3 separate regions of the Mus musculus genome follow, and all the other regions are linked to region 1. A link is a contact called in public Hi-C and HiChIP or PLAC-seq data. All regions are on one chromosome and are shown on one strand. The core of a region is the stretch at or near the end of the contact, and the rest is flanking DNA. Distances in the headings are between cores, read along the strand shown.

The links. Hi-C and Micro-C count contacts between places; a contact is called where the count stands out from the background. HiChIP or PLAC-seq counts read pairs in DNA pulled down with a chosen protein or histone mark.
Region 2: a contact with region 1 is called in an H3K27ac HiChIP or PLAC-seq map of microglia, with 5 times the contacts expected there. The contact joins the enhancer-like site here to the promoter of Mmp2 in region 1. A contact is called at or near these places in 14 of 39 promoter capture datasets (the 3T3-L1 cell line, 3T3-L1-derived adipocytes, the HPC-7 cell line and 8 more), 6 of 484 Hi-C or Micro-C datasets (bone marrow-derived macrophages, embryonic fibroblasts, embryonic stem cells and 2 more), 3 of 115 datasets of contacts at active chromatin or transcription factors (the HPC-7 cell line, fibro-adipogenic progenitors and microglia) and 5 of 9 other capture datasets (adipose tissue, embryonic stem cells, liver and 2 more).
Region 3: a contact with region 1 is called in a Hi-C map of uterus, with 2.2 times the contacts expected there. The contact joins the enhancer-like site here to the promoter of Mmp2 in region 1. A contact is called at or near these places in 16 of 39 promoter capture datasets (the 3T3-L1 cell line, the HPC-7 cell line, HPC-7-derived erythroid cells and 10 more), 5 of 484 Hi-C or Micro-C datasets (embryonic fibroblasts, embryonic stem cells, trophoblast stem cells and 1 more), 1 of 115 datasets of contacts at active chromatin or transcription factors (the HPC-7 cell line) and 2 of 9 other capture datasets (liver and pancreatic islet).

What each region holds. Positions count from the first base shown.
Region 1 is chr8:92,825,861-92,829,102 of GRCm38.p6, forward strand. Mmp2 (matrix metallopeptidase 2) reads left to right here and starts at 1,437. Exons shown (of 13, transcript NM_008610.3): 1 at 1,437-1,917. The coding sequence starts at 1,765.
Region 2 is chr8:92,910,086-92,913,273 of GRCm38.p6, forward strand. The region is part of intron 12 of Lpcat2 (lysophosphatidylcholine acyltransferase 2); the gene reads left to right. Among named protein-coding and RNA genes, the nearest start is that of Capns2, 10 kb to the left of the region's middle. Within about 2 kb of position 1,581, at least 1 of the 459 cell types and tissues checked has an H3K27ac peak or open chromatin away from gene starts, as enhancers often do. A contact at or near this core is called in microglia, where this site is marked.
Region 3 is chr8:92,933,640-92,936,760 of GRCm38.p6, forward strand. No RefSeq gene overlaps it. Among named protein-coding and RNA genes, the nearest start is that of Slc6a2, 26 kb to the right of the region's middle. Within about 2 kb of position 1,377, at least 3 of the 459 cell types and tissues checked have an H3K27ac peak or open chromatin away from gene starts, as enhancers often do. A contact at or near this core is called in uterus, where this site is marked.

The DNA.
Region 1 (3,242 bases), core at 187-2,686:
TAGTAGGAGACATGTGGGCAAAGGTGACAACCGTGAATCCCTGACCAGGTGGTAGAGAATAACAAAGTCTTGTCTGAAGAGGACGACCTAGCCTCAGCTAGTGGCTGCCATATGGAAACTGGCACCCGTGGTTGCCAGGTCTAGGGAACTTTTAAACAAAACCAGAATGTCTGATTTTTACATAAGGCTTCCCAAATTTCAAAATGCTATTCAGCCCACAAGCCACGAGTTTTCAACCCCTGCTTAAGTGAAACAACTTTTTCCGCTTTCACCACTCGCTCTCCAGCTTGGCTCTCTGACTATCCACAAGACTGGGTGGCCAGGAGCCAAATGGGGCTGAGCCAGAGGACAATCGCCCCTCCCCAGAGGTCCTTTCTACCCCCTACTCCCCAAAGCCAGAGCTGTCCCCTCAGATGGCCCAGCTCCCTCCTACAGATTCTGGTCCCAAAAGACTCCTTGCAGCTGACCCTGGCTAACCCACTCTACAGCCTGCTGGGCAAGTCTGAACTTGTCAGAAGACCACTAGATCCAAGCCACTAAGCTTTTTCAAGCCAAGGGATAGAGGACATACTCTACTCCCAGGATCTCCAACTCTGTTCAGGCAGGTGATGCTGGCTATCTCAGCACATGCCCTGGCTTCTTAATTAGATCCTAATCCCACCTCCTTTCCAGATTATCCTTGCTGGCCCCTGGGGCAGGATAACCTTACTTTTAAGACAGGGGGAATCTCCTTTGATAGAGCTTGCTGGAAATGTGTGTTCTGCTCCCACCAGGTACCCCAAGGTGCTCTTCCAGGAACAACTCAGAAGTCACATCGTCCAAGAAGCTTTTCTAGAATGTTCTTATTAGTTGTGTGTGTGTGTGGGGGGGGGAGTAAGTAAGGTCAGACTCAGTTGTCTTTCCTAAGAGAGGGAACATTTCTCAAGTTGGAGTGCTGTGTGCATCACTGTATTGTGTTCTATTGAGGACCACCAGTGAAACCAAGTAAACGTGTAGTTTGGAGAAGGAAGGCTGGTTAGATTCTATTAATTTCTATCTGGCTCTTTCTACTTCTATTCATTTCCTTGAGTGGCTCTATGGCTGATTATCTAACATTTCTGCTTTGGACCATCATGAAAGGTTGGGACCCTCTTGTTTCTAACTTTCACTTTTTGGACTCCTGTGCCCAGGAGCTCAGCGTCCTGATTCCAGTATCCCTCCAAAGGCAAGGCCCTGATCCAATCTTTAAATAAGAGTCTTCAGGACTCGCACCAGTTGTTTAGAGAAAGAGGACCTAGGTGCAGATGTGGAGTGGTAGCCCCCAGTTAGGGAGCAAGAAGGGCCAGGGTAGCTGGAGGCAGAAGGGGGATGGGGAATGGAAGAAGAGGTGGGAAGAAGCTGAGAAAGGGGGTGGGGAGGAGAGGGGCGGGTCGGACCTCACTTCCCCACCCTCCCCTCTCCACCCGGTGCTGCCAGCACTCTTCCAGCCCAGCCGGCCACATCTGGCGTCTGCCCGCCCTTGTTTCCGCTGCATCCAGACTTCCCTGGTGGCTGGAGGCTCTGTGTGCATCCAGGAGTTTAGATATACAAAGGGATTGCCAGGACCTGCAAGCACCCGCGGCAGTGGTGTGTATTGGGACGTGGGACCCCGTTATGAGCTCCTGAGCCCCGAGAAGCAGAGGCAGTAGAGTAAGGGGATCGCCGTGCAGGGCAGGCGCCAGCCGGGCGGACCCCAGGGCACAGCCAGAGACCTCAGGGTGACACGCGGAGCCCGGGAGCGCAACGATGGAGGCACGAGTGGCCTGGGGAGCGCTGGCCGGACCTCTGCGGGTTCTCTGCGTCCTGTGCTGCCTGTTGGGCCGCGCCATCGCTGCACCATCGCCCATCATCAAGTTCCCCGGCGATGTCGCCCCTAAAACAGACAAAGAGTTGGCAGTGGTAAGTTGCTATGCTGGCTTAGACAAATTTAGGAAATAGAAGACGCAGGCCACCCTCCCTCTTCTGACCCCCTCTACTGGCACACAGCCTTGGGAGGAACTTTGGTAAACATCTTTGAGGGTCTCTTTCTTGGCCAGTTGATGGAGAGGTTGGCTTTTGTAAACAACGGGGGTGGGGGTGGGGGTGGGGGGGAGGAGGCTTTGGTAAGAAGAGGCCACTGATAAGTAAGTTGGGGGAGTTCAGGGTACGTCCAAGGGACCAGGAAGAAGCAAAGGAGGGAGATGATTGCCCTGGGAAACATCTGGAAAGGGTTGCTTTTGTGAATAATAGGGACTTTGACTACTTACCTAAGGGATTTGGTTCTAGGAGGGCTTTATAAATGTCTTTTGGACCCAACAGGAGAGCTGGCAACAGAACCTTTGGCAAGCATCTTGTCAGGCCTTTAGGGCAATCAGTTTAAGGGGGAATCTCTTGAAAATGGGGTGTGTGCTTTCGCATATAATTTGTATAAGCCTTTGGCCACAAAAGGATAGCCAAAGCAAGGCTTGGCAAACTTCTGGGAAACTTTGGCACACATCTAGAGACAGGCCTTTGGTGAGATGCTGGAAGGGACCATTTGGCAAGTAATTTGAGGCTGGAGGGAAGCAGACTGTGCATTTTGAGGGATGTCTTGTTTTAATGCAGAAGTTGTCCAGGAGGGTCCAAGGAGAGTTTCTTTGAACTTTTCCCTGGGATCAGAGGACACAAGGAAACAACGCGCCTGGCTGGCAGGCCTGAGGAGCAGGAGCAGAAGGCCAGGGCGCGTGGGGCGGGGGCGGACTGAGCCGGGCTGGGGTCGGCCAGCGGCCAGTAAGACCTCCTTCTTGGCCAGACTCCAGAGCTGCGGCTTAGTTGTTGTGTGAGCGTGCGCCTGGCTCTAGGGCGTCCTGGCAGCAGCATCCATCGCATCCATCACATAAGCTAGATGGGGAGGCAACTGCAAAGCGGTACCCACTCTCCATCCACTGGCCATGGGTTGGTTTAGATGCTTTGCTGGGTCTCAGGACATGTCTCTTTATTGCCTTTATTCAATCATTTTAGAAATCTTCCAGTCAGCCTCTTCCCCAATCTATCCAAGACTAGGAATCACATGCCATGCCGGGGGGGGGGGCGGGGGGGGACACCAAATCTCTTTCCACAAGGCTTCCTTTACAGCAATGGTTCTTAACCTGTGGGGCGTGACCCTTGTGTAGACGGAATGACTCCACTCCCTAAGGCGTCCATATAACAGGTGGAGAGAGCTCAATAAGGTGGCCAAGGATGGTGCACACCTGGGAAGACCGGGA
Region 2 (3,188 bases), core at 331-2,830, 84 kb after region 1:
TTAAGTTCAGAATGGCTTTGATGAGAACCCTTCAGAGAGGTAGGGACTAGGACTTTAATAAAGCATTGATTGGGTCCATGGTGGAAATGGTCCTGACCTTCTCTTCCATCTCGTCCTCTTCTCTCTCCCTGGCTTTCTCTAAGACAGAGATCACACTGTGGCTCCGACAAGCCTTCCTCTGTCTCTCTTGTCTAGAAAGGCTCTGTGATCAAGACTCCTCTTCCATGTTTTAAGAAGCAGAGATGGCCCTTTGGGAATCTAGGGATGCTATCATTGTTGAAGGATTCCCGGTGGGCACTTTCTATTGCAGATTCTTTTAAACTGAGAGACCAGGACAAAAAGAATCCTGATGCTCGGAGCCCAGCAAATGGGCATGATGCAGGGGCTAGACACTTTTTCAAATTCCCAAAACCTTCAGCTTTTAGACTTACTTATCAAAAAGCCTTAAAGGACACAGAGAGCTAACTTGTTCCAATCCAGACATCTCTGTTTCTGTTTTAGGATCATATGTGTAATTACATGTTTAGCCAAGCAAATAGTCACCCTTGGTTTGCCAATGAAAGACCCAATAGGAAAGTCGGACCTTAATCACTATAATTACTGTTTTTAAAGAAGTCATGAAAATCTTGACCAGCCTAGACCTTGGTTTGAAGATGGAAGAGGGAAGAAAGGAAGATTTACATCTAAAATTAGCTCATTTTCCCCCTATGGCAAGAGTTGTGCTGTACATTGATTTTTATCTATCTATCTATTTATTTATTTATCTATATTTTTAACTGAGTCAAGGGCTCACTCTGTAACCCAGGCTGGCTCAAACTTGGAGTGCTTCTATCTCAGTCCCTTGAGTGTTGGGATTACAGGTTCAGACTACTAGGCCCAGTTCACACTGGTTATTTTAAACTGACTTTTGAATATGTTATAGGTTTTGTGGATATTTTAACTTTTTTCCTTTTCAGTTGGTAATACACTTTGATAGTATATAGAACACTGCCACATCCTTTTCTGTGGGGCACACATGACAGCTACCTTCCTATCTTTTATTTCCCCTTTACGTCAAACTATACAGGTAGAGTAGTAGAGGGTTATAGTCGCAAGCAGTGGGATGAATTCTGGCTGATTGACAAAATTATTAATAGTTATGAGGCCAGGGAAGAAGCCAAGGAGAATGTGTTCGACCAGCCCAGCCCAGCCCAGCCCAGCCCAGAGGTCCTGACTATAGGAATGCCCAATACCCTTTCTTAAGTCCTACAGTCAAAGTGAGTGAGTAGTTCATAATTCACACCCAGGGTAGTCTAAAAGGTTTGGGGCCACAGGCTTAGTAGGAGGTACAGGACTATTTAATTAGGGGTTCTATAGTGTTTTGTACAATGGGAAATACCATTCCCCTGAGGAAACGGAGTGTCTAGCTTTCTACCAACGTCCAGACTTGGATTCATCAGAGATCTCTGAATTAGCCAACAGAGATGATTAGGAGTTCTTAGTAAGCGAGAGAAATCAAGGAGGAGAAGGGTCTAGAGTAGCTGTGGCCAAGAATCAATAAAGCAGAAGGAAGGCCCAGGATGGACCTTGTGAAGAGATAAAACAGGGAAGTGAGACCAGCAACTGTGCCAAGACTTTTAGAGTGTTAGGTGGCTGGGGAGAGTCATTAAAGGCTGGAAGGTTGGAGGAAAATTAGAGCCAGTGGGGAGCCAGTGCTACTGAATCCTGACCATTACTGTTTGAAGTCCAAGATACATAAGGAGCCTGTGGTCTACTTTACACACACACAGACACATACACATGCAAACACACACACACACATACACACACGCACACAGAGTTCTCTATCTCTCTCGCTCTCTTTCTCTCTCTTTCTCTTTTTCTCTCTCTCTCTCTCTTACACACACACTCACACACCAGTTAAAAACTTAACACAGGAAATGGGCCCGAAGCCTGTTTTCCCATCCATGAGGTAACAAATTCCAACTTTTTTTGTTTGTTTGTTTGTTTTGTTTTTTTGGGTTTGTTTTGTTTTGGTTTTTGTTTGTTTGTTTTCGAGACAGGGTTTCTCTGTGTAGCCATGGCTGTCCTGGAACTCACTCTGTAGACCAGGCTGGCCTCAAACTCAGAAATTCACCTGCCTCTGCCTCCCAAGTGCTTGGATTAAAGGTGTGCCCCACCATGCCTGGCAAATCCCAACTTTGAATGATGTATTTTTTTCACTCACTAACTTTGAGTCTTCATTTATACTTCCTTCCTTGATCATCAGGTCTCCCCAGTGCCATTATTTTTCTATGTCTCTGATCTAATATTTTGTCTAAAGTAGGAATTTCAACTTCTGGGACTTTCAGTACTGACTGCCAGCATTTGAATGCTAGCTCTGCCTCTTGCAGGCTCTATGGCCTGGGGTAGAACCACCTCCCTTCATTGGGCCTCAGCTTCCACATGTCCAGGAGAGGGCTGATGGTGGCACCCATTGATCCAACACTATTGGGAGCATTAAGGATTAATATACATGAAAAGGGAACTGAATACCATTGATCAGTGCCTGTAAAGAATGAGTTCTAATGAAAAGTTCTTAATACCCCAGAAAGGATTTTGATTATTCGTTATCCATCATGTCTTTACTCCTTTAATACTGCCTGACTTCTTACCTCCCCAGTCTAGTGATTTTTTTTTTCTACCTATAAATATAGCAACCACCTTTCATGCCTGCCTTGGTTCACTGCCTCCCGCCCTCCATTCTGTAAGCTGTCCTTGATGCCCACACCACTTGTATTGCTGTCACTGGTCTGTCTTCTGATTCTCGTTACCACCTCCCCTTTGGTTCTTGGAAGCATCTCATTCCTAATTACCAAATCTAGCAGCCATTTTGTTCTTCTCAGCATTCCCATGACTTTGTAGTCTGGTGCCTGTCACCACTGTCAAGTCTTGTTTCTGTTATTAAACCCGCTGTTAGCGTTTGAAGGCACATTCATCTGTCTGCTCCTAAATCTCGTTTCCTCTTCTGCCCACACGTCTCAGTGGTGGCTGCACAGGGCCGTACCTCTGCTCCGTTTCTTCTCTCCACACAAGCTGCATACATGCATACATGCATGCATACATACATGCATACATACATACATGCATACATACATACATGCATACATACATACATGCATACATACATACATACATGCATACATGCATACATGCATACATGCATACAT
Region 3 (3,121 bases), core at 127-2,626, 110 kb after region 1:
AGCTCTCTAATGAACCCCCAATCTATCTGTATGTGATGTTGAACCTTTAAATGCTGAAGCAATAGGTCATTTCAGAGTTGTGTATGCTCAGGCAGAGTGGGAAAGTAATGGATTTTGATATCAAAATCCAGCAAGGAAATTGTTCCGTGAGTATTGTACTTTATTTATGACTACATTATCAAATTTTATTGAAATGTATAAAGGGTATTAATTTGTGGTGTCATCCCAGGACTCTATGGAGGGGTGAGCATTAAAGAAGAGAGAATTAATTTGCGTAATTGAGTTAAGATTGTTTTAGTTTCCTATGGCATCTAGTACTGCTTCATCTCATTGTGTGGACATTGTTTGGGTTTCCCTGGGCTAAAACAGGAGTACTGACAGGCTATGCTTCTTCCTCCTGTGGACTCCGAAGAGAACAGATTTCTTTGCCTGTGGCACCTTTGAGAGGCCACCACATTCCATACCTCATGGCTCTCTCTTCTGTCTTTGAAGACTGCAAGGATAACCAAGTTGTTTCCCCTTCATTTTGGTCTAACCCATGGGCCTGCATTTCTGCTTTCCTGAGTTCACCAAGGAAATCCAGGACAATTTGATTAGTAACTTGAATTTTATCTGCAGCCTTAGATGGTTTTACCATGCAAGGTAGCATATTCATGGGTTCAAAAATAGGAAAGGAACATTTAGAAGACCAATGGTCTGCCTATGTTCTTCAGGAAGTACACATCATAGTATAGAACCTGTGTACTCAGCTTTTCATTACTATAACAAATATCATGAAAATGAACTTTAAAAGAGGAAAGGCTAATTTGGTTCACAGTTTTGAAGGTTCCAGAAACTGGCAATCCCAGTCCCTTTTCAGTCTGTGACAAGGCAGTAAGATCATGGTGAAGGGTGGCCCACATTGGAGAAAGCTAACTCATGGCAGACAAGAAGTACGAAGGAGGAAGAGGGTAAGGTCCCAGCACTTCTCTCCAGAGCATGCTTGTACTGATCCAATGTCTGTCTTCTGGACCTCGCCTGTTAAATCTGCTACTTCCCAATAGCTTCATGGATCAGGGACAAAGCTTTAACACATTGGGCTTCGGATACTTATCCAAGGCATAGCAATCACAGTAGATTAAACAAGGCATTCACAGAATTCTTCCCTTCCCTACAATAACTGTCTCAGAAGAGAGAGGAACTTCCTTCACTTGATTATGTACCAGAAACCTCAAGAAAATACACACTTGTGAAGGCATTCCTCCAAAACCAAGGAGATAAGAATCGACTCTCCTGATTCACAGGATTCCTGTCACCACTGGAATGGAAGTTGTATGGAGCACATGGAGATAAGAAAAGCCAGACACAGGAAAAGGAAAATAAAACACATAAAATTTAACAGTGCACAGATTGATTAGTGCAGTTAACAAGAGCACTGTGCCGAGCCAGGCATGCTCATGACTATTACCCAGGCACCGCTAAAAGCAGGAGGATCATCACAAGTTTGTGAGTTCAAGGTCAACCGGGGACAGAGGGATTAAGACTCTTGTTTCAAAAACAGAACAAAATAAAACAAGACTGATACACATCATCTGTGCTTCAATGAGCTATCACTTACCCGACTGTTAAATGAAATGCTTTAAAAGAAGGGTATGGAGGAATAATCTAAAATAAATTCACAAGAACTTTGTGGAGGAAATTCTGAAAACATCGTTGGAATACACTCAATAAAGACAAGGAAAACGGAGAAGACACAATTAAATTTATAGGTTGACTTCATGGGCTAACCACGAAGGTCTCCTTCAATAGCTCATAAATTCCAAGCAATCACAGAGAAACTCGCCTGTGGTAGGCGGGTGCTTGTGGGTTTAGGGACAGAGCTGATAAGCACAGACTAGGAAAGGTAGCTGTAGAGTGTATGTGTGTTTGCAGAGTGGAGGATACAAACCGCAAAGGAGAGCCCAGGAAAAGCCATGTTTGATGCAGGGAACTTACCACATCACGGATGAAGTCTAAAACAGAGACAAAATTGTCATAGCAGTTCAGGTTAAAAGAATGCAAGCTAGAGACTGAGGGAGTATCCATGAGCAGGAAGACGGGTTTCTACTTCCTTTAACAAATATTTGTCAGGCACACTGAGTACTGCCAGAGTAGATGCCCGGGACACAGTAGTGAACAGGACAAACAGTCTTGATCTTCACAGGACACATTTTCAAATGAATACACCTCAGGCATCCATCCCTGACCTGGAAATTGGAAAACCTTCCTGAGCATGTCCATGATAACCTGAGTGGAGAAGTTGACACTTGAACTCACGAGCAGGTCATGGTGAGACTGCAGGGGCACTAAAAATATTTCTTTGAAAGTATTTTCTGGGGCCCAACAAGGTGGGTGGGCAAAGGGGGCTTGCAGCTGAGCCTGACGACTTGAGTTCTATCCCCGGAGGCCACATGGTGGAAGGTGAGAATTGACTGCTGTAAATTGTCCTCTCACCTCCACAAGGACATGGTACCCTGTGTATGCATGTGCACACTCGCTCTCAAAACAAACAAACAAACAAACAAACAAATAAATGTAAGACATGCTGCAAACTGTAAATGCATCTGTTGCTTAGACTTCAGCTTGTGAACTGAAATTCTGTACACGGAGCCACACCTGTGAGAAAGATTCTCCCGGGGTGGATGATGGATGACAATGTCCATGGCTGTGGAAATCTGGAATCCTGTGTCTCAGGAGCCAACCTGTCTTGGATATCTTTAAGTCCCTTAAAAGGCATTCCTTGCCAAATTCTGTATTTGACCTAATGTGTTTAGTGATGATCTAGCTGTGATTTCTTAGTGAAATTGAGCTGCCAGCTAAGAACATCACCAAGTAATAACTGGGACCTGGATAAGATTTCTCTGCTTCACTGTGCACAACCTATCTTATAGCTGCACCAAGATACTCTTGGAAGGTCCTTGAGTTGGAAATTTCTTTGTCATATGACTATAAAACTATCATGAAACTGTTACTATGTTGGGACATGAAAATTAGAGTAATTTAAACCTAAGTTCCTGGGCCATAGGTACTCATATTTGATGCTTAAGGACCTGTAAGCATACATGTGATGAGTTATACAAAACAAAACAACCGATCTCCAAAT